Linked DNA regions of Mus musculus: all the other regions are linked to region 1. Evidence: chromatin contacts called from public HiChIP or PLAC-seq data. All regions are on one chromosome and are shown on one strand. Each heading gives the region's core, a stretch centred on a gene start, on an enhancer-like site or on the middle of the called end of the contact. The rest is flanking DNA. Distances are from core to core; before and after follow the strand shown.

Evidence for each region. HiChIP or PLAC-seq counts read pairs in DNA pulled down with a chosen protein or histone mark.
Region 2: a contact with region 1 is called in an H3K27ac HiChIP or PLAC-seq map of extraembryonic endoderm stem cells. The contact joins the enhancer-like site here to the promoter of Erc1 in region 1. A contact is called at or near these places in 7 of 39 promoter capture datasets (the 3T3-L1 cell line, the C10 cell line, fetal liver and 3 more), 2 of 484 Hi-C or Micro-C datasets (bone marrow-derived macrophages and embryonic stem cells), 20 of 115 datasets of contacts at active chromatin or transcription factors (the 230-238 cell line, cardiomyocytes, embryonic limb bud and 12 more) and 1 of 9 other capture datasets (embryonic stem cells).
Region 3: a contact with region 1 is called in an H3K4me3 HiChIP or PLAC-seq map of craniofacial prominence, with 4 times the contacts expected there. The contact joins the enhancer-like site here to the promoter of Erc1 in region 1. A contact is called at or near these places in 2 of 39 promoter capture datasets (both in liver), 1 of 15 datasets of contacts at CTCF or cohesin (large pre-B cells), 1 of 484 Hi-C or Micro-C datasets (the N1E-115 cell line) and 11 of 115 datasets of contacts at active chromatin or transcription factors (the 230-238 cell line, the SCID.adh cell line, bone marrow-derived macrophages and 7 more).
Region 4: an H3K4me3 HiChIP or PLAC-seq map of bone marrow-derived macrophages shows a contact between it and region 1, with 2.4 times the contacts expected there. The contact joins the enhancer-like site here to the promoter of Erc1 in region 1. A contact is called at or near these places in 1 of 39 promoter capture datasets (pre-B cells), 4 of 115 datasets of contacts at active chromatin or transcription factors (bone marrow-derived macrophages, embryonic stem cells and pancreatic cancer cells) and 1 of 9 other capture datasets (liver).

The regions. Positions count from the first base shown.
Region 1 is chr6:119,843,295-119,850,988 of GRCm38.p6, reverse strand. It overlaps Erc1 (ELKS/RAB6-interacting/CAST family member 1), which reads left to right and starts at 2,839. Exons shown (of 21, transcript NM_053204.2): 1 at 2,839-3,112. 3110021A11Rik (RIKEN cDNA 3110021A11 gene) reads right to left here and starts at 2,796. Exons shown (of 1, transcript NR_030776.1): 1 at 1,960-2,796.
Region 2 is chr6:120,315,748-120,323,441 of GRCm38.p6, reverse strand. No RefSeq gene overlaps it. Among named protein-coding and RNA genes, the nearest start is that of B4galnt3, 25 kb to the right of the region's middle. Within about 2 kb of position 4,766, at least 16 of the 459 cell types and tissues checked have an H3K27ac peak or open chromatin away from gene starts, as enhancers often do. A contact at or near this core is called in extraembryonic endoderm stem cells, liver and pancreatic cancer cells, where this site is marked.
Region 3 is chr6:119,449,082-119,456,775 of GRCm38.p6, reverse strand. All of the region lies in intron 1 of Wnt5b (wingless-type MMTV integration site family, member 5B), which reads left to right. Among named protein-coding and RNA genes, the nearest start is that of Gm40397, 14 kb to the left of the region's middle. Within about 2 kb of position 4,460, at least 99 of the 459 cell types and tissues checked have an H3K27ac peak or open chromatin away from gene starts, as enhancers often do. A contact at or near this core is called in the N1E-115 cell line, craniofacial prominence, embryonic forebrain and 2 more, where this site is marked.
Region 4 is chr6:120,152,198-120,159,891 of GRCm38.p6, reverse strand. The region is part of intron 1 of Ninj2 (ninjurin 2); the gene reads right to left. Among named protein-coding and RNA genes, the nearest start is that of Gm25327, 12 kb to the right of the region's middle. Within about 2 kb of position 4,756, at least 120 of the 459 cell types and tissues checked have an H3K27ac peak or open chromatin away from gene starts, as enhancers often do. A contact at or near this core is called in bone marrow-derived macrophages, liver and pancreatic cancer cells, where this site is marked.

The DNA of each region.
Region 1 (7,694 bases), core at 1,590-4,089:
TGGGGGGCACCTAATAAACATTTCCCCAAATTAAAAACAAACAAAACAAAGCGAGGTTAAATTTATTTATTTATTTATTTGAGGGGGGGGTAGGTTCAAGACAGGGTTTCTCTGTATAGCCCTGGCTGTCCTGGAACTCACTTTGTAGACCAGGCTGGCCTCGAACTCAGAAATCTCCCTGTCTCTGCCTCCCAAGTGCTGGGATTAAAGGTGTGTGCCACCACCACCCGGCTGAGGTTAAATATTCTTAATAAAAAATGTGGAATGTTTCAAAAGCTGAAAAATCCTGACCACCAGTATGGTACACCAGTGGAAATTTTCACATTATAAACTCCTGCTTTATGAACAAACTAAAACTACTGCATGAGCCAGGTGGTAGCAGTGCATGCCTTTAATCCTAGCACTTGGGAGGCAGAGTCAGACTGATCTCTGGGTTCAGGGCTAGCCCAGTCTACAACAGTGAGTTCCAGGATAGCCAGGTCTACACAGAGAAACCCTGTCTTGAAAAACCAAATCCAAATCAAACCAACAACCAAAAAAACTTGCATTAAGTGCCTTTCAGGATATATTTGCTGATAAAGATATACATGAAATAAATTAACTTTGTGTTTTGAATTGGGTTCTGTCCTCGATACCTCCTTAAGTGTATCCTTTTATCTTCTCCCACCCCCAAATTGAAAAACAGAATGGTCCCAGCATTTCAGATAAAAGACATTCTGTCTTTATATTATCTAAACTATATATGAGTGATACTGGAGATGGGTCATCCTGAGGCAAAATCCTCTCTAGCTAAGAAGCAGACCAGTTACACACTTCCAGGATACAAAGCTGGGACATACACAGGACAGATATTTTCATCCCAAAAGAGAGAAACTGGAGAAGAGGAAGGGGACCAGGTGCCAAGCACATACAAATCCCCCGGGGAGTGCCAGGTGTAGTGTCACTTGCTTGCAATCTCATCATTAGGGAGACTGGACCAGCTACTGTTGTGAATTCCAGGACATCCTGGACCATGCATCGAACAGATAAACAAAACCCCCAACAGAGACACATACACCTATAGCAAGGCAAGCGCCTCTTTACTTATTATACAGAGAAGTATCTGGAAAAACAGCCCATAAAGAATGGCTTGAATGGGTGAGTACCTAGATATCTAAGAAATGAAATCTCAATTTCTCAATTTCTCTCTCTCTCTCTCTCTCTCTCTCTCTCTCTCTCTCTCTCTCTCTCTCTCTCTGTGTGTGTGTGTAAGGAACCAGAGTATGACATCAGGTGTCTTCCTCTATTGCCCTCTGCCTTGTTGCCTTGAGACAGGGTCTTTCACTGCATCAGAAGCTCATCTTTTGGGATCAATCTGTCCTCCTTCTGCAGTGCTGGTGTTACAGATACTTGAAGCCATGCCTGGGTTTTATGTGGGTGCTGGGGATTCAAACTTAGGTTCTCCTGCTTGTAGAGCAAATGCTCGTATCCACTAAGTCATCTTCCCAGCCCCAGAAACGAAATCTTTGAAGATTCTTTTCTGGCTGCTGAATAGTCCCGTTTAGCTGCACACTCTCTAACAATTGGCTGTCATATGTTAGATGTACTGAAGGGGAATCAGTTTAGTGTGCCCAAGGAGCTGTAATGACCCAAGTGCATTTTGGAAGGGAACAATTAGAGAATCTGGAAAGGACAAAATATAGTTTGGTGGATGAACGTGAATACTACAGGATGGGGGAAGATGTTAATGGGATTAGGAAGAGTGTAAGCCGGTTAATTATGATGGTGGGAGGTTAGGGATGAGTAAACCGGTGAGTCTTAGCTCCTCTCATCTCAAAGGCATTTCAAATTAGCTTAATAAGCGCTGTGAGTATGGGGATGAGTGTAATTCACACCACCCTTGGATTTTCGGCTTAGAGATAGCTTATCTACATTTTTAAGATTAGTAACTATGTGTTGCCCCCACCTCCGTATTTTTTTTTTTTTTTTTTTTTTGGCTTGCTCTTGACAAAAGGCAAAGGTTGAAATTCAGCAGCAGAAAACTGGGCTGTCTAAAATAAGGTAGCAGCTGCTTTGTAGTTCGCCTTGCTTGGTGTGAGGGCTAAATAAAAAAGGTAACGCGGTGAAGCATTTGGCACAGTACACTGCATGTGGACATCAGGTTCCGCCCACACTCTTCCTCCCTGGAATGATCCTTGCAAAAAAAGCCACCTACTGAGGCGAGGGTCTTTTGCCATGACCGCTTGGACAGCCCAGATGACTCAAGAGTATTATTGCCTTCCACAGCCTCACAGCGCAAAAGCCAAGGGTGAGAGAAGCTAACTTCTCTTGGACAAAGGGTGTCCAGGCAGCCGTGGCTCTAATGACAAGCCCTGAGCTATTTATTTCCTAAGGTGGCGGCCGTCCCAGGGTTCGGGTAACGGGCTTGCCAAGGAAGGGGCGGGGCGACTCCAGGTTTGGGAAAGGCCACTCCACTCCTGGGGCTTCCAGCAGTCCACGTCCTACGGCAAGCAGGAGGAGACAAACGCCGCCCCTCCTCGTCCGCACCTTCCTCGCTCAATATCGCGGCCCGGGCTCCCGGTGGACGCTCGGCCGTGGGTGTGGGTGTGGGTGTGTGTGTGAGGGGCGGCGCTACGTGTGGCGCAACCCTGCCTCGGCACCCAGTTACCTTCGCGGCCTCGGAGCGCCGCACTTGTCGATCCTGGCGCGCGGTCCCGTGGAGCGGCGTAGCGGGGCGCTTCCCAGTGGGACGAGGGAAAGCCCAGCGGCCCGGGAGAGCGGGAGGCGGGGCGAGGGCGCCGCGCGGGCGACAGGGGGTGGGGCTAGGTGTGCGCGGGGGGCGGGGCGTGGTGACGTCGCGGGCGCCGGTCGTGCTGTGGCGGTGGCGGCGGCGGCGGCGGCTGTGGTAGTGTCGGCGGCAGGCTGTCCGGGAAGCAGTAGCAGCAACCGCAGCAGCAGCGGCGGCCCTGAGGAGAGTAAGGCGGCCGCGTCGGCAGCGGCTCGCTCGTCAGGCGGAACCTCGATCTGCCCAGAGGTCGCAGGCGCCGAGGCATTTGTCGTTTCCTACCCGGCTCGGCGCTCCCGGCCCTGGCTGGGCAGGGCAGAGCGCCCCTGGGGAGGGGCGGAGCTGTAGGTGAGGCTTGGGGACCCCTCCCCCTCCTTTTTGGGCCGGGGGTGGGGAGGAGGATGGGGAGGTCGGGAGGGCGGACCCCGCCCCAGCGCACCCGAGCCCACCGGCGGCCGCGCCCTGCGGAGCTCCCGGATTGGGCGGGAGCGAAGGCGCTGGCGGTAAGGATCGCTGCTGGAGGTGGGAGGTGGGGGGCTTCTGGCCCACCGAGAGCCGAGGGTGGGAGGCATGATGTGGGGCTATTGGGGAGCCCTGGAGTTGGGGTGCGGCCAAGGTGGATCGGATGTAAAATGTTTAAGATGATCTTATTATTTTGAACCTGGTTAGATAGAAGAGGAAAGGTTGTATTTCAGATGGAAAATGAGGCATGGATGTCGCCTTGGAGGTAGCTGGAGGGGCTACTGCAGCAGATCTCACATTGCCACTCTAGGGTTTTGGTTCTTTTCTTGGTCAGATGAGTAGAATTCGCTGAGGGAAGAGAATCCCTTTGCGTTGACTTGGGGTTGGTAAATTGGGAGCGCGAGTGAGTGAGGTTTTTACACACAAGAAGGAAGATGTTGGTGTTTAGACAACTTCATTCTATAGCAACCAACCATGAAGGAGTGAGTCTCATTACTCTTAGCCCCTCAAAAGTGCTATCAGCCTTTTCTTTTCCTTGCCCCCCTCAACCCCCTCTCCTGTGCTTGATCTCTTTGTACCATTTTTCATTTTTGAGTTGACCCGTTAAGAAAAGGCCCTGGACTCAGAGTAATAGTTGCAGGTGGTTGTGGCTGATTGCTTTGAGCGAACTGTGAACAGTTCTGTTGGAGATGACTGTATGAAATTGCTTAAGCGTTTAAAGTGCAACTGTCTCTTACATCTTGTTTTTCAATAGACCTTGATACATTTTGCGTTTATTTAATCATTATGTGTGTGTGCCTGGCATACACACGATAGATTACTCCCTCCCTCTTTGAGGTCAAAGGTCAAAGCTTTTGGGACTTGGTTCTCCCACTGTGGATGGCTGGGATCAAACTTTGGTTATTAGACTTGTGACATAAGCACTTTTTTCTGTTGAGTTATCTGGATGTCCCTATTTTTCCGATTCTTCTTCTGTCTCAGCCTTCCAAGTGTGAGATTAGACATGATCTGGCTTTCTTGAAGATCGATTTTATTTTTTTATTTTCAGGTGTACTTACTGTTGTCTCCCCCCCCCCCCCTTTTTCTTTGGTTTTGTTGTTTTCCGAGACCTGATTTCTCAGTGTAGCCCTGGCTATCTTAGAACTCGCTCTGCCCACCAGGCTGGCCTGCTTCTGTCTCCCAAGTGCTAGAGTTAATGGCATGTGCCACCACACCTGGCTTTATTTCAGTCTTTACTAAATATTAAAAAATGAAATAGAAATTGTTCTTTACGTAAGTACCTCCATTTCTAAGGAATATTGTCAGAGTCAAGGGATTTTACAATGTTCTGGTACCCTGTGGGAACATGTATCGTACGTTGTTGGGAGACATTACTAAGGCGAACAGTGTCCATCAGCATTTTACTCTTTACCACAATAAACCTAAGTCTTTTTTGGATTCTTGTTTTCTATTAGATTATTGTAGTCACGTGCCTTATCATTTATGACAAAATATTTCTTGTTAAGAAAATAGGCCATTTGATGGATATATATTGTAATATAATGAGAGGCACAGCACTCAGTAGTTCACTTATAAAAGAAGAGAAACTGCTATAAAATCAAATTTAAACAGCAACTTTCCTAACACTTACCTAATTTACTTGGGGAAGTGTCCAGGGGAGTGCTTTTCTGTAACTCAAGAGAGAAACACATAGGTTAGGTTCAGTAGTTCTCCAACTGACTGTTTTTCATGCTAACTTCATGAACAGACTTTCATCTACCAGAAAAAATAACTACCTGTAGAGAGATTGGTAGGAAACGGAGGCAAAGATAGTTAATTGATAAAGTGTATAGATCAATTTATAGTCTGATGATCTGACTTCCACTTTTGGGCTCCTCAGGCACCTGCACTCATTCACGTCATTCACACTCTCCATCCTTCCTATAACTGAGCATAAAATAAATCTTAAATGTCTTGTAGCAAATGTGGTGGCTCACACCTGTAATTCCAGCTTAGGAGGCTGAGATTGCCTTGAGTTTGAAGCTAGCCTGGGCTACAAAGTGAGTTCCAGCTCTTACTGAGCTACAGTGTAGAATTGTCTTTTTGTTTGTTTTTTTAAATTAAGGTGATTTGCCTCTTATTCCCTGTGCTATACTTGTTGAGTCCACTGAAGTTTTTCTTCATTGCTAAAGTCATAGAGTACTATGTCAGTCTTGTAATTCAGCTTCAAACTAGAAATTTAAAAGTGAAGGTTCTCAGAGAAACAGCCGTTTTATGCTGTTTACACTTTGTAGGAAGGAGGATGGGAGTTGTTGAATGCATTTTTGTATAAGGTATCAGAAACACTGATGGAGAAAGCAGGGAACACAGTGCTATAGGGAATCAAATAAGTCATCGGCTATTTTGAGAGCGATGGGCCATGATTATGTGGAGTATAATTGAATTGTATGGTGCTTGAGGTTCTCCGTGTTTTGGAGTGTGAGTGTCCAGTCCTGGCCTTGCCATTGTGTAGTGTAAGGCATATTGCTGCTTAAGCTTAGGTTGTTTTCCTTTTCAAGACAAGGTGTCTCTGAATAGCACTGGCTGTCCTGGAACTAGCTCTGTAGATTAGGTTGGCTTTGAACTCAGATCCTCCTGCCTTTGCCTCCCAAGTGCTGGGACTAAAGTATGTGCCACCGTGCCTGGCCTTAACCTTAACTTCTTTTTAAAAAAAAAGATACATTTTTATATATGCATATATGTGAGTTTATGTATAGCACATGTATGCAGAGGGCCAGAGGGCATCAGCTCTCTTAGAGCTAAGATATAACATAAACTGTTATAAATTGCCTGATGTGGGTGCTGGGGCAGAACCCATGACTCTTGAAAGAGAATAAATGCTCTTAGCTGTTGAGCCATCTCTCCAGCCCTAATTTCTGAACTCTAACCTCTGCCTAAAGTCTTCTGAAGAATTAGAATAATAGTAATAGTATTTAACCTCTTAGGATGGCTAAACGAGTTAATGTAGTTGAGACTGTTTTGACATATAATTAGCTTGGTAACACCTTTTGAACTTTATTCCTTAAGCATTATTTACTCATTCAGTTCAGATATATATTTTGAAGGCTGGGCGATGTTTCAGTAGGTATAGGCAGTTGTTGCCAGGCTGAACACTTGAGTTCAGGCCGCAGGACCGACATGATAGGAGAGAACTGATTCCTACAAGTTTTCGTCTGGCCTTCACATGTTCACCATACACACATGCACCAGTGCACATACAAATAGAAAATAAATAATGTAATTATTTAAAAAAACACACATATAAAACATTGAGCATGTACTATGTGCCAGGTGTTTTAGGTGCTAAAACTCTAGTAGGGGACAAGGCAGAAAAAAAAGTTGAAATCACAGAGGCTGGAGAGATGGCTCAGTGGTTAAGAACACGGACTGCTTTTCCTGAGATCAATTCCCAGCAACCACATGGTGGCTCACAGCCATCTGTAATGGGGTCCAATGCACCCTCCTGGTGTGTCTGAAGGCAGCTACAGTGTACTTGTATAAATAAAAATAAATAAATTTAAAAAAAAGCAGCACAGTAGTCAGGAGATTGTGTGATGTTTCTGATGTGAATGGCTCAGACCGTGATAGGGAAAAGACATGGTGAGAGGTGGTTGGATTTTGAGTCTATATTGAGGGTAGATAAGCTGTAGTAATTGAATTTGGGATGCAAGCATCTTAAAGAATAAGTGAGTTTTTTTTTTGTTTTTTTGTTTTTGTTTTGTTTTGTTTTGTTTTGTTTGAATAACCAGAACAAAGGTGGAGACAGCACTTGAAGCATGTTTTGGGGGAATTCTGGAAGTTGAGGGGAGATATGCAGGAAAATTAAGCTGTTTCTTCTCATATTTAAAATTGTGGCATGCTGAGAACATCAGGGAGTGAGTTTAGATAGAGAAGAGATCCAAGCTTCTGAGCTCGGAGACACATTGTTTTATGTTTCATCCTGTCCTGAAGTAAGAATGGTTCTAGGTGCTCCTTAGGTATTGGGGATGCAATAGCTAACTGGCAAACACCTCTATCTTTATGGCCCTTACCTTATCAAAACCTGCAAGATATCCTGGAGAAATGCAGAGGATCTGACAGTAAAGTCACTGAATAAGGAAAGCTAGAAAAGCACAGTGTTCTACAGGAGGAAAAGAAATGATCAACTCTGTCATTGTTAGATGTGCCAGCATGTTGGGTAAGAGAACTCGGCTTGACTGTAATGTCTAGCAGCATAGATGACTCAGAATCCTGAGTGAGGTCGAGGAAGCAGGTACAAGCATCATTCAGTTCTTTTACTTGCCTGGATTGATTAGAAAAGTTAAAAATGAACAAAGAAGATGTCTGTGAGTTTTTTTTTTAATTCTTATATACATAATGTTATATGCTGAAATAGTAAATGTATCATATTAAGAACTCAGGAACAGTTTCTTCCGTTCCATCTTAAGTTTTCTATTTCTTTTTTAATCAC
Region 2 (7,694 bases), core at 3,517-6,016, 470 kb before region 1:
TATCACACTCTCAGGCATGGTGGGCCAAAGCTGCTAAGGACTAACCTGAGGAGAGATGAAAACCTCACATCAGAAGTGCAACAGACACTAAACATTGGAAAGGGAACTTTGAACCCTTTCCACAATAGCTGCAGCGATAGCCGACAGCAGCAGGAAGAGCTAGGAAACCCTCAGACACCAGACACCATTCCAGAGATGTGTGCTGTGACAGTTGAGCAGCCTGAGACCCTCTATGAGTCACACTCACAGAAAACGACATGTAAAATAAAAACGCTTTATGCTGCACCCTGAGGAATAGCACACTCCAAAACCTCCATCCAGTCTGCACAGCGTTCAGGAAGCTGCCAACCTGCAGAACTCTCACCCAGGCCGCAAGAGCGTGCAGGGCATTTGCAGAGCTTCGTGGGACAGAGCCCTGAGGGGCTAGCAGAGGCTTGAACAGATCTGTGGTCCCTCCTGTGTAGCACTGTCTACAGACTGGACAGCATGGGCCATGTAACCAAAGGAAGACAGCGCCACCCAGCAGCAGGGAAGACGTGAGAAGCCAGTCAGTTTTTTGTTTTTTGCTTTTTAAAATTGGATGTTTTTCTTTATTTACATTTCAAATGTTATCCCCTTTCCCAATTTCCCCTCCAGAAACCTCTTATCCCATCCCCGCCCCCTGCTTCTATGAGGGTCCCCACCCACCCAACCACCCACTCACTCACTCCCACCTCCCTACCCTGGCATTCCCCTTCACAGAATCAAGGGCCTCTCCTCCAATTGATGCCCAACAAGGCCATCCTCTGCTACATATGTGGCTGGAGCCATGGGTCCCTCCATGTGTACTCCTTGGTTGGTGATTTAGTCCCTGGAAGCTCTGGCGGGTCTGGTTGGTTAATATTGTTGTTGTTCTTGGGGAGTTACAAACCACTTCAGCTCCTTCAGTCCTTTCTCTAACTCCTCCATTGGGGTCCCCTTGCTCAGTCTAATGGTTGGCTTCGAGCATCCACCTCTGTACTTGTCAGGCTCTGGCAGAGGCTCTCAGGAGACAGCTGTATCAGGCACTTCTTGGCATCAGCAATAGTGTCTGGGTTTGGTGCCTGTATATGGGATGGATCCCCAGGGGGACAGTCTCTGGATGGCCTTTCCTTCAGTCTCCACGCCTCACTTTGACTCCATATTTCCTGCCACGAGTATTTTGCTTTCTGTATTTCCACCCACCTCTCTCCCTCTTTTGACTACTACCCAACGCAATTTTAGCAGGCTGGCTTGGACTTTTGCTTTGTTTTGTTGTTGTTTTCGAGACAGGGTTTCTCTGTGTAGCCCTGGCTGTCCTGGAACTCACTCTGTAGACCAGGAACTCAGACATCCGCCTGTGTGATGGGACGCTTTACCTGCCGCTTCAGGCTACCTTAAGCAAGATTCCCTCAATCCTCCCCCAGCTTTTTTTTTTTGTGTCCCTAAAGTTCCCCACTTCTACTTATACTTCCCTCTTCTACTTCCAAAGATCCCAACTCTGATTACTAGTCTTACTTTGTTTCTTCTGTTTCTTTTCTCTTTCCATCCACACCCGCTATCCTGGTTAAGTTTGTTTGTTTGTTTGTAAGATTACTCAAGGGATTGATGTAGTGGTGCATGCCATTAATCCAACACTCCAGAGAAACAGGTGGCTGAGTTTGAGGCTAGCCTGGTCAACATTATGAGTTCTAGGCCAGCCAAGGATACATAGTGAGATCCTATTTCTTTCTTTGTGTGTCTGTGGTTGTGTGAGTTTTATGTGCATGTGTGTATGTATGGAACTGTAGAGGCCAGAAGAGGATGTCAGATCCCTTGGAACTGGAGTTACAGGCATTTGTGAGCTGTGTGACATGGGTCCTGGGATCTGAACTCTGGTCCTCCTGGTTGAGCAGCAAGTGTTCTTAACAGCTGACTTATCTCTACAGTCCCTGTCTTGGTTAGCTTTAACGGTTGACCTGTCACAGCCCAGAGCAGTGGTTCTCAGCCTTCCCAATCTGCATCCTTTTAATAAAGTTCCTCATGTTGAGGTGACCCCCAATGATAAAATGACTCCGTTGCTACTTCATAACTGTAAGTTTGGTACTTTTATGAATTGTAATGTAAATGTATCCTGATATGCAGGATAGCCGATATGCGACCCCGTGTAGGGGTTTCAATCTACAGGTATAGAACCACTAGACTAGATTCTTTTGAGAGGAGAGTTACAAATGAAGAATTGGCTAGGTCATATTGACTTTTGGCCATGGCTGGTGGCGTAGGGGTGGGGGTTGTGTAGACTGTTAGCTGATGTGGGCAGACCCAGCCCACTGTGGGTGGTACCATCCTAAGTTGGTCCTAAACTATATAAAAAAGTTAGTCCACCTATGAACCTGCAAGCCATCTCTTTTTTTGTTTTTGTTTTTCGAGACAGGTTTTCTCTGTATAGCCCTGGCTGTCCTGGAACTCACTTTGTAGACCAGGCTGGCCTCGAACTCAGAAATCTGCCTGCCTCTGCCTCCCTCGTGCTGGGATTAAAGGCATGCGCCACCATGCCCTGCTGCAAGCCATCTCTTGCGTGGTTCTGGCCACACTTCTTTGACTGTTGAATGAATTCCTTGGCTGGAAATAATGCTATATACAATATGGAATAGCAAGTAGGCCTGCCTTCAAGTTCCTACCTTGATTTCCCTCAGTGAAGAACCTGGAGTGTTACCTGGAGTTGTACCCTAAAATAAATCTTTTGTCTGCTAGGTTGCTTTTGTTAGTGTTGTATCATAGCAGCAGCAGAAAGGAACTGAGAATCCCCAGGAGAACTGATTAGTGTGTTCAGTGCTATGGCTGTCTCTGCTCCTTGCAAGCATTAGTGCCTAAAGGACTCTTGCTGCGCTAACTCTCTATTTCCATAGTAGCTCCACCCTCAATAGTGATTCATTCTATTGGCAGGGGAGGGCTGAGGATCCACAGAGCTGTTGTCAGGAAACCAGTCTATCAGGGGAAAACAGCACTTCAACCCTGCTTTAACATATCCATTCCTGAACATTACAAACACTAACTCTGAAAGGAGATGATCTCGAGTCAGCCAGAAGATTAACTCTTTTTTATTGGATATTTTCTTTATTTACATTTCAAATGTTACTCACTTTCCCCGTTCTCCCTCACCCCAAAACCCCCTATTCCATCCTCCCTCCCCCTGCTTCTATAAGGGTGTTCCTCCACCCACTACCCTCTTCCACCTCACCACCCTTGATTCCCCTACACTGAGGCATCTATTGAGCCTTCATAGGACCAAGGACAAAAATGAACTCTTGATGTTTAAGTCCCTACACAGAAACACGAGTAACATGAAAATCCAGGATGTTCCTCTCTAAAATCTACCAACCCCAGAGTAATGGCCCCCAGTGAGAATGACTGATAGGGAAATTCCAGACAAAGAATTCAGAAGAATGATTATAAATACATTCAAAGAAGCTGAGCAGTGGTGGCACACGCCTTTAGTCCCAGCACTTGGGAGGCAGAGGCAGGTGGATTGATTTCTATGGGTTCAAGGCCAGCCTGAGCCACAGAACTCTGGGTCAGAGAAATCTTGTCTCTGTGTGTGTGTGTGTGTGTGTGTGTGTGTGTGTGTGTGTGTGTAGAAAGAGAGAGAGAGAGTGTGTGTGTAGAAAGAGAGAGAGAGAATATATATATGAATATATATATGTATACACACACATACACACACACACATATATATACATATATATGTGTTTGTGTGTATATATATATATATATGTATATATACTAAGAAATGAGAGTATAAATAAACTTGAATGAATTCCAAAATATTTTAGAAAATACAAACCTCTAAACAAAATGAATCAATGTAGGAATGTACAAATGCGATTAAATAGAGAACTAGACACACTGAACAAAACCCATACTGTACGAATGCTGGAAATCGACACTGAGTAAGCAGTGTCAGGGGGCTCAGCAGGTAGAAGGACTTGCTGTGGAAAGCTGACAACCTGAGTTCAGTCTCTAGAGCCCATTCCTGAGGGTTGTCCTCTGACTCCACGTGTGTTTTGTGGCATGTGCCCGTCCCCATCATACGCACACAGCAATGATAAATAGGGCAAGTGAGATGACGCAGTCGGGTGCCTGCTGCCAAGCACGACGGCCGGAACTTATCTTGGGAGCTACATGGTAAATAAAGGAGAGGACTGACTCCTGCAAGCCACCCTACCCAAATAAAAGCCCATTTCTCAGCATGAAATAAAAGTCAGAACACAGAAAATATATATTTTAGGGTTTTTTTTTTTTAAATATTTTTGTTTTTCAAGACAGGGCTTCTTTGTGTGTCCCTGGCTATCGTGAAACATCCACCTGCCTCTGCCTCCTGAGTGTTGGGATTAAAGGCATGTACCACCATGGCCTGGCTGCATTTCAGGTTTGTTAGGACGATAATTGCCCACCCATATTAGTATTGTAAGGGAGGATTCAGCGAAACCCCTGCACTGGGCCATGCAACGCCCAGATAGAAAAGTTTATCGGGGGAGCAAACTGCCAATCTGTCTCCAAGAATAGAGGACAGCAGCTTAGCAGGAAGGCAGGCAGATTTTATATGGTAGAGGGTGTGGGTCCTTGAGCTGACGCAGGCTGTTAGGATTAATTAAGGTAGTTGGGCCTAGATAAAGGAGGTAGTGGTTTTCCTGGCAAACAGAAACCTTCCTTGCAAGATTCGTGAGGAATGCTGAGTTTAGGCTTCTGTTTACCCAATACGATCCTTCTGTTTACCCGGTCAGAGTCCTTCTGTTTAGGACATTGTCACCAGCACTGCCACCTTAGGGGCCTGGTTTAAACTTAATAAGTCTACCCAGGAAAACTAGCTGTTGTAGTTGATGGAAAAAGAGCATCCTATAATAAAAGCAGAGTAAGGGATTGATGGCCACTAAACCAGATCTGTAGTGGATACTGAAAGGGTTGGCCTGAAGTAAATGATTAACACAACTAAGAGGCTTTAGATAATACAATGATTATTGCCCGAGCTTTTGTCCCTGCCGGCAAGAACACACTCAGGACAACCGGAATCTTCTGTGGCAAAAGCTTTATTGCTTACTTCTCAGGAAGACCCCGAACCCAGAAAATGGCGCTGCTTATATAGCCTGCAGTGTGACGTTTCAGCACCTGATGTGGCGTGACAGCTCCTGATTCGTTGCTCGCCCATCATCCCATTACTACGCCCCAAGATGGGCAGTGACGAGGCCTGAGTCCACTCTTGCACCTGCGTACAAGGCTTGTTTACTAGTTAGGCACAGCGGAGGCCAGCGCCATCTTATAATGGCGATTGCTCGCAGCACGCACGGCTCTCCACAGCGATTGCTCGAGGTACAGCTCTCCACAAATGATAGCTAAACAAATATGAATTTGGGAAACACCAAACACTACCAAATTATAGTAAGCAATATACACCTTCCAATAATACTTCTGAATACTAATGATTTCCAATCACAGGACACCAACCAGATGTAAAGCAGAACCTGTTCTTTTGCTGCTTCCAAGAGGCACAAACACATTTCACCATGAAAGGCAGACACCGTCTCACACTAAGAGGCTGGAAAAGGTGTTTCAAGCAAATCAAACTAGGAAATAAGCAGCATTCCCTAATCTACTAGCTGACAAACCAAACCCCCAAAACTCTAAAGCAGCCGGGTGGTGGTGGCGCGTGCCTTTAATCCCAGCACTCAGGAGGCAGAGGCAGGCAGATTTCTGAGTTCGAGGCCAGCCTGGTCTACAAAGTGAATTCCAGGACAGCCAGGGCTACACAAAGAAACCCTGTCTCGAAAAAAAGAAAAAGAAAAAGAAAAAGAAAAAATCTATCAAAAGGACGTTACAATTCTAAACATATGTGCACAAAATATACAGTCATCAGAAAAACAAAACAAATTGGAATAAACCTAACCAAGGAAATAAAAGATCTTTTGTTTTGAGTTGAGATTTTTTTCTTCCAGTTCCCACTGATAAGATACCCATCCTATAAACAAACTCTCATCTGTGCTTCAGTAGACAACTCAGATGAACTTTACACACACACACACACACACACACACACACACAATGTGAAAGTAGAAGGGAAGTGAATTGGGAAGAAGAAGGCATGGAAAGACCCCAACACAAGGGTAACGAAGAGTGAAAATGACCCAACTACATAATGTGAATGTGTACAGTGTAAAGTTAATATATGCCAATAGAACATTTTAGAAGCCTTAGAAAAACACCATTTTCTTTTTAAGTTACTGTGGTAGGGCATACTAAAACTAGATTGCATTTATAATCTGTGGCCTGGGAAAGATAGCTCACTTGGTAAAGTGTCCACAGTCTAAGAATGAGGGCCCATGTTCAGATCCCTAGCAACAGGTGAAAGCCAAGCTTGGTGGAAAACAATCTGTGACCTAGATCCAGGCAGAGCAGAGAGAAATGAATCCCCAGGGGTTTGCAAACCAGCCAGTCTCACTAAGATGGCTCCTCCAGAGTCACTGAGGAGAGAGATCTCAATGTTGTGACGGTACATGAAAGAGTAGTAAACTCAGTGCTCCAAGGTATGCTAATCATAAAACAGATAGCGACATTCCTTCCTCCACCCACCCGCTTCCTGGGTTCAAAGAGTGTTCATTCAAAGAAAGTCACCCTGACCCACCCTGACCATTGCTGGAACCCACTATGCAAAGGTGCTATTGCTAGGGGCTCTTAGATTGTTAGGGGCTCTTAGAAACTGTCTTGAGAGATAACCTGACACTTGTGACTTTGTACTTCCTTGTGACTCTTAACTGGTATTTTTGGTATTTTCCAACAACGCCCTTCCCACCTCCTTGAGTTGTGGTTCCTTCCTTTAAATTCCCCCTTACTCAGCTACTCGGGGCGCCACGGTCCTCTACCCCTGCGTGGTGTATGACCGTGGGCCTGAGAGCACTCTTGAATAAAAATCCTCTTGCAATTTGCAGCAAGACCGTTTCTCGTTGGTGATTTTGGGGTGTCGCCTCTCCTGAGTCAGAACGTGGGGGAGTCCTCACGTTGTGGGTCTTTCATACACACCTTTAATCCTGAAGTTACTGAACTTGGAGATCATAACCTGTTCTCCAAGCTCAATAAGCCAATTTAAAAGGCCACAATAAAAGTGGAAAGCAGGGGCGATGGCTCAGTGGTTAAGAGCATTGCCTGCTCTTCCAGAGGTCCTGAGTTCAATTCCCAGCAACCACATGGTGGCTCACAACCATCTGTACTAAGATCTGATGCCCTCTTCTGGTGTGTCTGAAGACAGTGACAGTGTACTCATATACATGAATAAATAAACCTTAAAGAGAAAGAAAGAAAAAAAAGTGGAAAGCAGAAAGGAGATGAAGAGCTTATGACCTGAGAACTTCAGCATCTTCAGGATGTTAAGATGGAGGAAAGGTCAACATATCAACCTCCCACTGGTACTTACAACTTTTAGGCTGCATAGGAAAGCTCTGAATCTGTAATCTTCCACCTCAAGGTTCCCTTTTCTAAAACCCCAAGCTTGCTGCACCTGGGCACAGTCCTGACTCCCTTGGACAGACCACTACCCTTCTTTGTTCTGGTTAGGGGACAAGCTGTCTATTTCCATGTCACCCCAGTCAATCTCCATGTACCAGGAGGTTTATTCAAGTGTGTGACCATACCAAGAAGAGGGATCAAGATCCATCAAGCCTCCCAAATCC
Region 3 (7,694 bases), core at 3,211-5,710, 400 kb after region 1:
CTCCAAGATGGCTTCAAACATTGGCTCTGAACAGCTGTAGTTTGTATTTATGTGTGAAAAATTAGCCGGGCATGGTGGTGCACGCCTTTAATCCCAGCACTTGGGAGGCAGAGGCAGGTGGATTTCTGAGTTCGAGGCCAGCCTGATCTACAAAGTGAGTTCCAGGATAGCCAGGGCTACACAGAGAAACCCTGTCTTAGAAAAAAAAAAAAAAAAGAAGAAGAAAAGAAAAATCAAAGTAGCTGTTCCATTGTCTGGACATTGGTCATCTGGGGGCCTGGGCAGCTTTCTGTCTTGAAGCTCTGTCTTCGGCTTTGGAGGCTGTTGTGTGGGTCTGTTAGGTAGTTAAGCAACTAAAGAGGAAACAGTTTCAGGTCATTGTTGGCTGTGTTGCTTTTGGGACTGTGGTGAGGCAAGATCATCATGGTGGGGACCTGTGGTAGAGGAAGCTCTTCACTCTAGGGCCGAAATGTTAAGGAGACAGACTGGGAAGACCCAAGGTCTCCTTATCCCCTTCAAGGGTACAACTGCAGGGACCCAATTGCCTTCTCTTGAACTCGCCTGAAAAAGGTTCCATCGCCTCTCACCAGTGTCCCAGGCTGGAGAAGAGAGGCCTTTCACACAGGGACCATGTCCTAATGATCGTGGCTATTGTGCTCATCGTAATCACAGAAGGAATGAGCTTGGGGGCTGCTCATTGGAGGGCTTCGTAGGTGAATCCTGGAAGCTACAGAATCTCACGAGATCTCAGTAGTTGAGATATCCCAGCAACAGGCGATACAGACACACTGTGTGCCAGTTGGGTAACTAACTCTAGAGCTCTCCACCAAGGGTCTGAACAGGAAGACACATCCCAAGAGAATGGAACGATTTCTTGGATAAATGTGTGCAAATCTAGAAGCATAGGTTACGTCACTGCTCATCCACCTGCTCTTGTCCGCATACAACACCCTTTCTTAGGCTAGTGGTATGGCATTTGTCTGTGGGTTGGTTTGTTTATTATTATTATTATTATTATTACTATTACTATTATTATATCATCATTTGTTTGTGGGAAACACAGGAAGCCCTGAGTGAGTGAAATCCTGAATAAATGTGGGCTGTCGACACAGGCACTGCCATGTCAAGGACCAATGCCTCAGCCCCACTTGACTGGCAAAGATCAGAGGGATGGATGGCAAAGCCTTCCTCTGGTCTAGGTGTGAATGTTGGCAGTGTGTGCAGAAAATGTTCACTGTAGTCGTGTCCTCACATGACTACTGGGAACTACTCCCCGACAGAGACTGCTCACTGCATGCTATAAATCCGCCTCCCTGTTTAACTGTATATAATAGACACAGCAAGCTTCTGGGTGCCGAGGCTTCTCCACCAGGGCTTCCAGTCCACCCGACCCCAGCTTTTCTGTGTGTCCCAGGACCCTTTCTTCCTTCATTCCCTCATCTCTCCAGTTATGTCAGTCCCTGGAGCTGTGCTGGATGTGACATCTGCCATCTGTGTGTGTGCACGGTGTACACACATAATTGAATGTACCACTGCGTGCTGTGTGGCCAGAGGACAAGTGTGTATAGAGTTGGGTCTCTCCTTCCATCGTCCCATGGGCCCCAGGATGGAATTCAAGTTGCCAGGCTAGTGTGGCAAGCGCCACTCAGCCATTTTGCTGGCCCCATTTTTGTTCATTTAAATGGTACATGAACTTTAAGCTCTCTCTCTCTCTCCCTCTGTGTGTGTGTGTGTGTGTGTGTGTGTGTGTGTGTGTGTGTGTGTGTGTGTGGTTGGGCTCTTCCCAAGGCTATGTGTGGATGGAGACAATTGTTTCTCTCTCCCTGTCTCTCTGCAGTGCTGGGATAGAACCCGAGTCCTTGCAAATGCTTGGTAAGAGCTGGGCCACTGAATCCTATCCCAGTCTTGTGCCCTATTCCCCTTCAGTGGTGACCAAGGGAGAGCCTACATGGGTAGACAATCCAGTCCTGTGCTGGGGGCTGGTTCTCAGTACTAACTCCATCCCTTTTCCTCTCACGTGACTGTGACCCTTGCTCTCCTTTAGCACCTTATCAGGTTTCCATGGTTTCTGGCCCCTCTGCTGGGAGCCCAGCCCCTAGCCTTTCACCCCCTAAGCTCCATCAGCCATTATTGTCATTAAATAGTTATGTTTCCTAAATACAGATCTGATAGTGCTTCCATCTGTGTGGTACCTGGAACTACTCCTGTAAGCCACAGAACAAAGCCAGGACTTTTTGGTGGGTCCTCAAGGCTCCAAGAATTGGCTCCAGTGTGAAGGTTCTGTTGCACCAAGAGCACATAAGTTCTATTTTTCCCTAGATTTTGACATTGTACCCCATTCTAGTTTGCTACCTGTTGCTGTTACAAGCACCATCCAAAGGACTGGAGAGATGATTCAGTGAGGCCAGGCGTGGTGGCGCACGCCTTTAATCCCAGCACTTGGGAGGCAGAGGCAGGTGGATTTCTGAGTTCGAGGCCAGCCTGGTCTACAGAGTGAGTTCCAGGACAGCCAGGGCTGCACAGAGAAACCTTGTCTCAAACAAACAAACAAAAATAAATAAATAAATAAAATAATAATAATAAAGAGTACTTGCTGCTCTTGTAGAGGACCTGAGGTTGATTCCCAGCACCGAAATGGTGGCTTACCATTTTGTAACTCACACAGACACACACACATACAGGTACACAGACACACAGGCACATAGATACACAAATACATAGACACAGAGACACACATAGACACGAACAAATACGTACACACAAAGACATACACATAGAGACATACATAGACACACATAAACACTCACACAAACACACATAAAAACACCAACAGATACACTGACACACAATGAGACTCACACATAGAGACATACACAGACACACATAAACACTCACACAGACATAAAAACACCAACAGATACATACACTGACACACACAATGAGACTCACACACACAGCTATATATACAAACACTGGCATATACACACAGAAACACACACACAGACAGAGGCACACAGAAATACACACAAACACCAGCAGACACACACCATGACACGCTGTGACTCAAAACACAGAGATACACACATAACAGCATACACACAGACAGACACAGACATAATCACACACAGATACACACAAACACATATACTCTATATAGTTGTTTGGAAAACAGAGTAACGTCTTTCCAAAAACTGCATATAGCCAGAAATGTGAATTTAGTAAAATGATCACTATAGCTATAATACATATAACAACACACACTATATATGAGAGAACAGAGAGGAAAAGTCAAAAGCCTTGGGAGTCTGTGTTCCAGCAGAGCCTATATTCATGCTGCAAAAACTATCAATGAGTCAAGCAGGAGAGAGAGAGGGAGAGACGTGGTGGTCAGAGCATAACTTCTTTTTTTTTTGTTTTTGTTTTTTCAAGACAGGGTTTCTCTGTATAGTCTTGGCTGTCCTGGAACTCACTTTGTAGACCTGGCTGGTCTCGAACTCAGAAATCCGCCTGTCTCTGCCTCCCAAGTGCTGGGATTAAAGGCGTGCGCCACCACCGCCCGGCCAGAGCATAACTTCTAAGAGTGTGTTCTCTCCACAGTGTGGGTCCTGAGGATCAAGTCGTTGGGCCGCACGTGAGACCCCTTTACCTGCCGAGCTATCTCACTGGCCCTTCTCCAAGTCCCATTCAACTATGCTCCTGTTTGCAAAATCAGCAGTATGTTGAGTTGGTAGCACAAGGAGCATTTCTGTGTCAGTGAGCTGGTATAGACAAGCTGCCAATGGTCCTCGGTGAGGATCCAGTGTGTGCGCTGCACACCCTCCCCTCCCTGTAAACTGGGGAGTTTGCAGATTATGGAAGCAGCCCATAGCCGCACCCCCCCCCCAACTCCACAGCAGACCAACTAAGTCATTTTGCAAGATGAAAGCATCTAAACACCTTTCCCACAACCCTCCAAGCTTTGGCTTCTGGGTTCCTGGGAATAATTTCCTAAGCCACGCTCACTTAGGGGCCATCCATTTTTAAATGACTGTAATTCATCATTTAAATGGATGAAAATCCTTTATCTTCTGCACAGAGTAAAACTTGCATGGACTTTTGCTTGACAACTGGGGAGAAAAACGGTGCTTTTTCCAAGTAAGAGGACCTGCCGCTTCCAGGGCCACAGCAGCGAGGGACAGCCTGGAGTCTGGGGGCTTCTTTGGGGCATTTATTCTCACTGTGTTGGTGCAAATGGGAGCGCTTCACTTATTTTTCTGTGGCGCTGGAAGCTGGTGGTCTGGGATTCTCTATTTCTGGGTACATGGAGCTCTGGGTCCACCTCCAGCACTGCAATTGGGCGCCTCTCCTTCCTGCTTTCCCGACACCCCCTCCCCCGCCGGCTCCTCCCCGGGAATGCCAAATGCATTTCTACTTTAACATCTCTAGCAAGTGCCAGAATTTAAATCTCCTCCCTTCTGTCACCCTCTCTCCCGCCCCACCCCCAGGGCACTGCTTCTCGAGACACATTTGAGTTCTCCAGAGGCCGCTGCAAAAGGTGGTGGGGCTGGTAACTCCTCTTCCCACTCCACCTCGGAGGTTCTTTTCTTTTTAAATTTTCGTCTCTACCCACTGTCGAGGAAGTAGATCACACAAAGGAATGCTGTGCCTTAAGGGCTAAGAGGATCCGCTGAGCAAAGCGGGAAGGAGGAATGGGGGGCAGGGTAGAAGCAGAGACCCTTGGGAGAAATAATTAAGGCTGGCAGAGAAAGCCTGTGTTAATTGAGCTGAACCGAAGATGAGCATCCGGGGATTCCTTCGAGAGACTGGGGTTTTCTGATAAAGTCTTCCTTACATTGCTGCATTAATCTTCTCTTACTATTAAAATTAAAAAAAAAAAAAAGCCTGTTTAAAGAAGAAAGGTATCTATGAACTAAAGAGTGACCACCGGCAAAAAAATAAAATAAGATGGAAGTGACACAGAAAGTAGCGTGCCCAAAGCCTGTTTTTTCCAAGGCATGAGGAAGCCATACTGCCTGGTGTGGAAACAGGCTGGTTCGTGGAGAGGATGCTGGGGTCTGTGTGCCGGTTTGCTCCCTGTCTTGCCCCACCCTCCAATAGCTATGCCATGGGGCTGTCTCTAAATTAATAAACATTTGTTTAATATTTCCTTTTGAGCTTGAATATTCTTTTTGTAAGGAGAAAAGACAGAGGGAAAAGGATGTTTGTCTGCCCTATGAGACTGAGAAAATTCACAGAGCTCCACCAGGCACACTAATAGGACTTTTTTTTTTCTCATTTTTGAACATTTTTGTTGTGTAACGTACAACTCAGGAACATGGGAAATGGCACAGAGCCACCATGTGGACATAATATATGCATAGCCAAATATATGGCATAGTGAAGTGACTTTATCCAGCATGGCACTCAGAAATTCCAGGTCTCTTCCTCATCATGGTCCCCTGTCCCATCCTGGAGAGGACACCCCCACCCCTCCACCCCACCCCCACACACGGTATCGGTGATAACCAGCTTCTTGTTTTTCTGTATGGCTTACACTTAAGTTCGCTGTGACTTGCTTTTCTGTGGTCTGTTGGTAAGATTTGAGCGTGGTTACATGCATCTGTGGCTTGTTCATATCTATTCCTACACAATACTTCATTGCAACCGCAGGTCTCAGCTGGCCTGCCCAGCTCCTGTCAGTGGCAGGAGGCTGACCCTGGGCTGCTAACCTATTTGCGTATTTATTCATATTTATTTATATTTGGCTGGGAACTCATGGATGGGGGCGTGGTAAGATTCGGAGATCAAATGCAGGCTCTGCTCTACAGCCGCTATTGACTTACTTCCTGGTGCATCAGTAGCTACAGGGGAGGGAACAGCTTCATCCCTGTGAGCACAGCTTGGTTTAGATATAACCCCTGTCCTGTGTAGTCCATTCATCTAAAGTGTATACAGGCAGGTGGTACTTAGTGCAATCACAGGCCTGTGTAGCCACAGTCATCAACAATGTTTCAATATGAGTTGTTACAGTGTTTCTTTCAGTGATCCACACACATGAGTACCAGAGTAAAAGCCAGTGGACTAGCTAGCTATGTGCTAGAGCTCTGGCTTGGTTTGCCTATGCTGAGTAGCTCTGTGGTCTTGAAAGGTGTGGAACACCCTAGGGTGATTGGCTTAAGTTAGCAGCGAGTAGAAATTTGTTATTAAAATACAAACTGGCAGCAGTTGCTCCCTGGACTCTGGCCACATCTGTGTCCTGTCTCTTAGGGTGGATGTGAGATATTTTACGCAGCGGGACTAAAACATCTCCGTTAGCGCCACACTGTCCATCGACACACCCTGCAAGCATGTCAGAAGAGAAGATGACTGCCCAGCGTCAGTCCTTGGACCACTGCTGGCCAGGACAGAGCTCCTGAGGATACTGCTGTGTGCCTTATTTCATGCACCTCCCATCTGACAGACAGTGGGAACAACATACATACTAGAGACTTTTTTGTTTGGGTCTCTGTTTGATTGGTTGGTTGGGTTTAGGGCAATCTTTAAATTTCCACTTGTAGTAGGCTGGGAACTTGGTGGCACACAGGGTGGTGAAGAGCTGCTGGGGCCCGGTGCAGTTTCCCTTTGCGTTTCTGAGACAGGTAGGTGTGGAATTTGCAGCCTCTGTGAAATCTGGTCCTAGACAGCCTATCAGCCTCTGGCGAAGGCAAACACAGCGATGTTAGCAGGCATTGGCTGCCTGTCTCTGAACCGATGGCCTCACTGTCACCCAGTTTAGCCTTGCTTAGACTTAGGACCTGCAGAGAGATTTCCTAGGAACTTGCTAGAGGGTGTAAGATGGGGAACCTGGTATGAGGAGGCTCATGACCCATTGGGAGAAACCTGGGCTACTTGGTCTTGGGATTATGTACTGCCCCAAGGGGCAGGGTGCTGGGGAGGAGTATAGAGTTTGCTAGTCTGTGGTGGTTTGGCCAGGTTGAGAAGGTTGAATGGTCCCCAAGAAGGACTGGGAGGAGAAGCTGGGGATGTTTGGATAAGGAACCCCTTTGAAGTTTTTCTCTTGTGTATCCTCTGTATCCCAGACCTGGACCCTCCCCTCCATAAAGCCATTAGCTTCTGGAGCCAGCCCTATCTCGCCCCATCTCTCTAAGTTCTGAGTTCACAGACCTCCGGTCCTGGGGCGGAGGAGGATTTATGGGGGTGGGGGGTGGGAGGGAAAGGGACATCTCTCAGATGAGGCAGTGAAGTCAGTTAGGAAAGTTGGAGTTGTTAGTGGCCCGAATTAGAGGCCGGGTCATTTCCGAGCTGGTTCTACATGACAAAAGCAAAGGAGTAAGTCTCTCTTTGATCTGCTCCCTGTCGGCTCCACACACCTGCCTGTTGGTGCCCCGCCCCAACTCAGACCTCAAGCAAGAAAACCAAAAGGACTGGGGAACAGGCCTGTCCCAACTCTGAATCCTGCTCCGGCCACCTTTCTCTCTTAGTGGCCCCAGGTTAAACATATTTCCTAGACCAACGGTCTAAAAAGCATCTGCCGCCCCCTCCCGGACAGTCTAGAGACCCAGACGCTCGGGATCAGCGTGGTGAGCCAGCGTGGGACCGCCTGGAGCTTGTGCTGTGCTGTGTGTGTGTGTGTGTGTGTGTGTGTGTGTGTGTGTGTGTGTGTGTGTGTGTGTGTGCGCGCGCGCGCGCGCGGTATTTTCCAAATGTACAAAGTT
Region 4 (7,694 bases), core at 3,507-6,006, 310 kb before region 1:
CCAGGCATCATGGTGCATACCTATAATCCCAGCTTTAGGGAGGTAAAGGTAGGGGAATCTAAAGTTCACAGTTATCTCACTTAACCACTCCTACCCGACCCCCCACCTAGCCCATCCTGGGGCTGCAGGAGAGCTTGAACCATGGGATCAATAGCAGCCCTGTACCACATTACTAAAGCAAGCACAGGACTAAAAGGGCAGAAAACACATTGTATCAGCCGAGGCTTCAGCGCTATGCAGGAACCCAGCAGGTTAGTCAGGTCAGGTATCCCTGGCTGGCAACCATTAAATAAAATCACCTCTCAAGTGTGGCAGTTGGCTGTGAATAAATGACCAATGACTGTCAACATCCCGCTGACACAGGCTGGGTGCTGGGCTAAGGCTCTCTTCTTGGCAGAGAGAGCCTTCTGCCCCTGTGCTCAGGAAGTTGGCAGGAGGAGACAGGCTGAGTTAGTCGCTGCTAATCGCTTTTTCAGACAGAAACCTGTGGCCTACAGGACTAGGGGAAAGGAGAAGTGGGCAGAAAGGAGGCTGGGGGCCCCTGTGGGGGTGGGATAGGAAATCACATTCCCATTCTTGGCAGGAGCTGGCTGCCTCCCACCACTTTTCCTGGTTGAGGTCCTTTGGCAGTCAGCCACAGCCTTTGTGCTGTGGGTGCCACCCCCATTTCAACATGAGCACATTAGAATGGGAGGCGGAATTGTAACGATGGTACAGGCAAGAGGAAATGGACTTGTGGACAGCTGAAGCCCCAGCTCAGCCCTCCATGTGCTGTGACTAAGAAAATAAGAGGAGGAAGAAGAGAAGAAGGAAGAGGAGGAGGAAGAGGAAGAGGAGGAGGAGGAGGAGGAGGAGGAAGAAGAAGAAGAAGACCCCAGCACTCTCAAATTATACATGTGAGAGTCCTTTAAAGTATCATTGGAATCTTACATTATTCATCAGTAACAAACTCTACCATTGAATGTCTGTCCTCATGAAGGCTCAGTGTCAACTCTGGAGCCACCAGTGTAGCAACAGTCAAACACAAACTTCAAAGCATACTGAACACTTAAGACTGCACTAGGTCCGGCCTGCAATCCCAGCTACTAATGAAGTCGAAGCAGTAGGATTAAAGGGTCTCGTCTCAAAATGGAAATTATAAAGAGGGCCAAGGGTATGACTCCATAATGAAGTATCTGCCTATCATATGTGAAATCCTAAATTCAGCCCCTAGTAACACACACACACACACACACACACACACACACACACACACACACACGTGGGGGGGGGTGTGAAATGGAGAGGGAACAATCACTATCTGATTTTGTTAAATCTATTTTTATTTTCTGTGCATTGCTGTTTTGCCTGAATGTATGTCTGCATGAGGGTGCCTGATCCTGGAGTTATGAGTTACCATGTGGGTGCTAGGAATTAATCCTGGGTCATCTGGAAGAATAGTCAGTGATCTTAACCACTGAGCCATCTCTTAGGCACTGAGAGAGAGTTTATTTTATATATGTAAGTACACTGTAGCTGTCTTTATATCTTCAGACACACCAGAAAAGGGCATCAGATCCCATTACAGATGGTTGTGAGCCACCATGTGGTTGCTGGGATTTGAACTCAGGACCTCTGGAAGAGCTGTGCTCTTAAAACACTGAGCCATCTCTCCAACCCCTAAAATATATATTCTAATCCATTTAAATTTCAGAACAACTTCTTGGGGGCAAATGCATTTTCCCATATCACAGGGAAAGCTGAAGTGTCTGAGAGGAGAGACGGTCATGTGTTAATTAATGTCTGTCAGTTTTCATCACCATGACAGATACTGCAAGATGACTCGAGAGGAAGAAAGATTACGTTGAGCTCATGGCTTCTGAGGTGTCAGCCCCCCATGGCTTGATCTTGTCACATTGGACACATCACTGTGAGGTACAGATGTTACAAGGTTGCTCACTTTATGGAGGCCTGGGAGCAAAATGAGAGCAAGGGGTCAGGGTCCCACTGTCCTTTTCGATGTCACAGATTCCTCCTAAATGTTCTGCTATGATGGACTGATGACTAAGCCTTTTGTACACGTTCTTTGGGGGACGGTTATGACCCAAAGCACAACCCCTGTGGAACTGGGATTCAAATCCAGATAGTCTCAGCCCAGAGTGCTAACCAAGCTGCTCAATTCACAACACAGGGGCAGTGTGGTGGGCAAGATGCCAACAGTCGCTCCCACTAGTAAACCCCACTCCGGTCTTAATTAGCAGCTTGGTTTCAGCTAAGTAACTCAGAGGCCGTACAGAATGGGGGCAAGAACAGAGGCGTCATCCAGACCTGGTAGCAAGGCCTGTAATACCAGCTACTTGGGAAACTGAGACAGGAGAGTCACACTTCCAAGGCCTGCCTGGGCAGTTTAGTGAGACAACAGTCTCAAAATAAAAAGTGAAAAAAGGTCCTGGGTATATGCTGCAGCAGGAGAGTGCCCACATAGCATAGTCAGGGTCCTGGGTATATACTGCAGCAGGAGAGTGCCCACTTAGCACAGTCAGGGTCCTGGGTATATGCTGCAGCAGGAAGAGTGCCCGCCTAGCATAGTCTGGGTCCTGGGTATGTGCTGCAGCAGGAGAGTGCCCACATAGCATAGTCAGGGTCCTGGATATATGCTGCAGCAGGAGAGTGCCCACATAGCATAGTCAGGGTCCTGGTAATATACTGCAGCAGGAGAGTGCCCGCTTAGCACAGTCAGGGTCCTGGGTATATGCTGCAGCAGGAAGAGTACCTGCCTAGCACAGTTGGGGTCCTGGGTATATGCTGCAGCAGGAGCACCTGCCTAGCACAGTTGGGGTCCTGGGTATATGCTGCAGCAGGAGCACCTGCCTAGCACAGCCAGGGTCCTGGGTTTGATTCCAGTGCCTTGAAAAGAAAAAACAAAAAGCTGTGGGGAAAGCTGAGGACCCACCCACTCACTCATGGTGCTATCAGTTAGAAAGGTGCTGTCAGTTAGAAAGGAAGGGCACTGGAGCTGAGTGACTTCTGAGCATCTGTCACAGCATGGGCGCTTTCTATGTTCTGTCTTCTGGCTGTCCTGTGCAACCTTAGGCAAGGTCCTGTTCCTCACTGGATCTCTCTCTGTGCCCTGAGAAGCAAAGGGAACCAGGTGACCCAGGGACTTTGTGTTGTCTTGCAGCTAAGAATGGAACCCAGAGCCTTGCACGGGCTCAGCTTGTGTTCTGCCACAGAGCCCCCTCCAGCCCCTCAATCCTTCCTTTCTGCTTTTGCTTTTTCTTCTCCCTGCAGTAATGGGGATTGGGCCCCGTGTCTTGCTTGCTAAGAAGGCTCCTTACCAGTGAGCTAAGAAGGCTCCTTACCAGTGAACTAAGAAGGCTCCTTACCAGTGAGGGACACCCCAGCCTCTTATTTTGTTTTAAATAATTGATCTGAACAACACTTACCAAAGAGGTACCATTTGTGCAAAGAAAGCCCTAGATCATGAACCAGAGGCCACAGAGATGCACACGAGCTGCCTCTGCTTTTGTAAGTCCTCTTTCATTGAGTATGGTATCCACCCTTCCTTCCCTTCTCCCTCCCTTCCCTTCCCCTCCCTTTCCCCTTCCTCCTCCCTCTTCCTGTCCTTCCCCCTCCCTCCTTCCCTTTTTTCCTCCTCTTCCCTTCCTTCTCTTCCCTTCCCTTCTTTACCCCTCCCCCCTTGCCTTCCCTTTTATTTTCTTTATAAGTTGAGCCCAGGCTAGCTTGAAACTCACAACAATCCTCCTGCCTCAGTCTCCCAAGCACTGGAACTCTCAAGCATGTGCTCTCACACTCTGATTCCTTTAAACTTCTCCTTTTTTTTTTTTAATGAAGAAAATGATGGATGAGCATGAAGGTTATGCCACCAGCATTAGTCAGCGTATGAGCCCCGGTTGACTCCTAGTGCAGGACTCTTTCTGTCCCCGTCTCTATCCCTTCATCCTAATATCACTGTGGCTATCGGCTACAGTCCTCTTTGACTTCTTTCCGTCTCTAGCCGCTGACACTCCTCATCCTGTGTGTCTATTTTCCCTATCTGACAAGGGTGGGCAGATGTTTAGAGCTGAACTCCCCAAAACACAGGATCAGCTCCATCAGGTGAATGCAGCTGGGCCCGTTGGAAGCTCTGCTCTTTTGCCTAAAGCCCCACCTGGCACATAAGCCAAGCCAGCTACCATAGACATCATGACTCATCCCCCATCTGCTGACTCGGAACTAAAGCTTTTGCCCCACCATGTAATTACTGGAGAAGAGGAAGTCCTTGACTGGAGATAAAGTGACTCTTCTTGCTCATAGGAAGGGGTCAGAGCACACACTGTCCTATTTTCTGGTTGTTATTAAGCAATAACAATATCTATCTATCTATCTATCTATCTATCTATCTATCCATCTATCCATCCATCCATCCATCCATCCATCCATTCACCTATCTATCTATCTATCTATCTATCTATCTATCTATCTATCTATCTATCTATCCATCCATCCATCCATCCATCCATCCATCCATCCATCTATCTATCTATCTATCTATCTATCTAAGCCATGGTCTTACTATACAATCCAGGCTGGCCTGAAACTTGCAATCCTCCTGCCTAGACCTCCTGAATGCTGAGATTACAGGCCTGTACTACCACGTTTCTGCAGCATAGCCTTTTGTTGGGTGCTCCTTTGACCTCTATGGGCCCACCACTGCATACAGCAGGCACTGTGCTAAGAACACAGCTCAGTGGGAAAGCACCTGCTGGGCAACCCAGCTTTGCTGGTGGATTAGCTGCCTGAACATCTGTGCTCAGCACAGCTGCAGGCGGGGTTGCTAGGATACACATGTGAGTGTGGATGTGGGGGAAATGACACACGGACTTCTGTTTAACAGAACTGGGCCATGACCAGAGGAACCACAGCACAGACAATCTGTTCTTTAAAGAGCTCTGTGCTATCAAGTTTACTTCTGTAGTCTGGCCCAAGAACTTCCTTTTATTTTCCCCTAAACTCTAAATTAGATAGGGGAAGAGGCACCTATCCTTTGTTTACCCCCACTTCTTTTTTAAGACAGGGTGTTATGCATAGCCCTGTTTGTTTTGAACTCACTCAGTAGACCAGGCTGGCCTTGAACTCACCAGAGAGCTACCTTGTGCTGGGATCACAAGTAGATGGCACCACATCAGAGGCCTTTCTTAAGATGCCTTCTACATGGGCTGAAGAGATGGCTCAGCAGGTAAGAGCACTGACTGCTCTTCCGAAGGTCCTGAGTTCAAATCTCAGCAACCACACGGTGGCTGACAACCACCTGTAATGAGATCTGATGCCCTCTTCTGGTGCATCTGAAGTCAGCTATAGTGTATTTATGTATAATAATAAATAAATCCTAAAAAATAAAATGAAATCACTTAGCTTAAGTAACTCTGACCACACTTTCTGAAGTATTTCTCTGTCCATATTCTTCCTGTATCTCAAATAGCTTCCCCCAATTATCGAACAATAACTGTCTTCTGTTTCCAGGAGATGCCAAGTAGGCCCTGTGGAACCATAGAATTAGGGGTAAAGTGTACCTAGAAAGGTTAGTGACTTGTCCAAAGGCATGCAGTTCAAGTGGCAGACCCTAGACTCTCTCCTCTCTTCCTGTCCCAGGCCGGTCTGTTTAGGGCCATAATCTAAGACACCAAGGAATCTGCCCCCTGCTCATGAGCCAACTCCTTGTAACACACATGTCAAACCTGTCATTCCTGTGTCACCTGTGAAGAACACAAACTTACCCTGTTTCTGGAATTTATTATCTAGTCCTAATTTATACATTAAAAAAATAAATAGCTTTTTAAATTTTCCTACACAAAAAGTGATGTCTGTGCCTTTATCACATGGCAGGCATTGTGTGTGGCATTCTTTTGGGTGTAGTTAAACCACAAGATCTTTTTTTCCTGGGCAGGAATGTGAGAACCTCTGGGAAGAGCAGAGCTAAGGAAGAGCCCAGGCTGGCCTGGCTGGAGAGTGGGCATCTTCCACAGCACACTCTTGTCTCCTAAGATCTATCCTGACCATCCCTGCCTTCTTCCACTGCCCTCTCCACGGGCACCTGGTCAGGAGGGTTTGATCTGAACTGCCAGTGTTGGGGCTGAGACCCAAAGGGCAGTCTGGTGGGCAGAGAGGTGATGTGTGGGAGGGGGGCATCCATGGGAGGCCCAGCAGGTGGCCCCTTCCTCCCATTGACTCCTGTTAGGTCTGTCCTCTGTTCCCAATTCCTCCTTGCCTATGGCCACATCACCATCTTCCATTACCAGAAACCCTGTGGTGCCTGCACTAAACATCCTTCTAATCCGAAACAAAGATGTTCCTGTCATGTCGCTCCCCCTGTGTCTCCCCCACCCCACCTGCCACTTTGTCCACAGAAGTCATCTGGTTAGCTTATTTGGTTTTTTTTTTTTTTTTTTTTTTTTTTTTTTTTTTAACATATATATAGAAATAAAGGGCTCTCAGCTCAGGCCTCAGCTGGCCCGGTTTTGAGCTGTGTTTGTATCTGGAGCTGTCTGTCTAGCTCAGGTTCCCAGAGGCCCGAGGGCAGGACCGTGTCTCCACACGCTGGGTGGCAGGTAGCATGCACTGTCAGCTCTCCACAAAAAACAAACAGCTGTCATGCAAGACAGGGAAGCTGCGAGGCTTAGGGAGGCTCCTGGGAGACTGAAAATGCTGGCTCCGGACCTTCAGCTCCGCAGACATCCATCGCCTGCAGAGGTCATGTGGGGATGTCTTTTTTTTTTTTTTTTTTTTTTTTTTTGGTTTTTCGAGACAGGGTTTCTCTGTATAGCCCTGGCTGTCCTGGAACTCACTTTGTAGACCAGGCTGGCCTCGAACTCAGAAATCCACCTGCCTCTGCCTCCCAAGTGCTGGGATTAAAGGCGTGCGCCACCACGCCCGGCCATGTGGGGATGTCTTAGTGAAGAACCAGGGGCGAGCGGTTGGAGGGAACGGATGAAGGCAGGGCGTGGGGGAAGGCCACTTCTGACGTCATCATGAATCTGAAAATAACCAAAGTGTTCATTCCTCCCTCCACAATGGGAGCTGCAGGCCCCACTAAGGAGGCGAATCAGAGCCTCTGGGTTGTTAGATCGAGGTGGGGGCGGGCGAAGGATATAAACAGGAGCAGGTGACACGCACCAAGAGGAGACAGAGTTTTTTAAAAGTATTCAGGACTAGGGAAGAATTTTCATTATTTTCTCTCCTTAGTCTGTTTAGCTTTCAAAGCCCAGTTTACCTGCCCAGCCTTCCTCAGGCCCCAGAGGCTAAATTCACCTACTTTCTAGTTCTTTTTTTTTAATTTATCATTATACATAAGTACACTCAGTTGTCTTCAGACACACCAGAAGAGGGCGTCAGATCTCATTATGGGTGGTTGTGAGACACCATGTGGTTGCTGGGATTTGAACTCAAGACCTTTGGAAGAATAGTCAGTGCTCTTACCCACTGAGCCATCTCACCAACCCTCACTTTCTAGTTCTTGATTCATTCCACTAGGAAGAGAATTCTAGGCCAGCCTAGGCTTATATGAGACCCTGTGGAAAAAGAAAAAGAGAAAGGGAGGAAGTGAGTCAATTTGGTGGGGGTCTTCGGAAGTTTAAGGATTATTTCGAGGACATTGAAGGCTGGAAATCGGGACTGGGATACCCTTCTGCACTGCCTTTGAAGTGAAGTAATTGTGG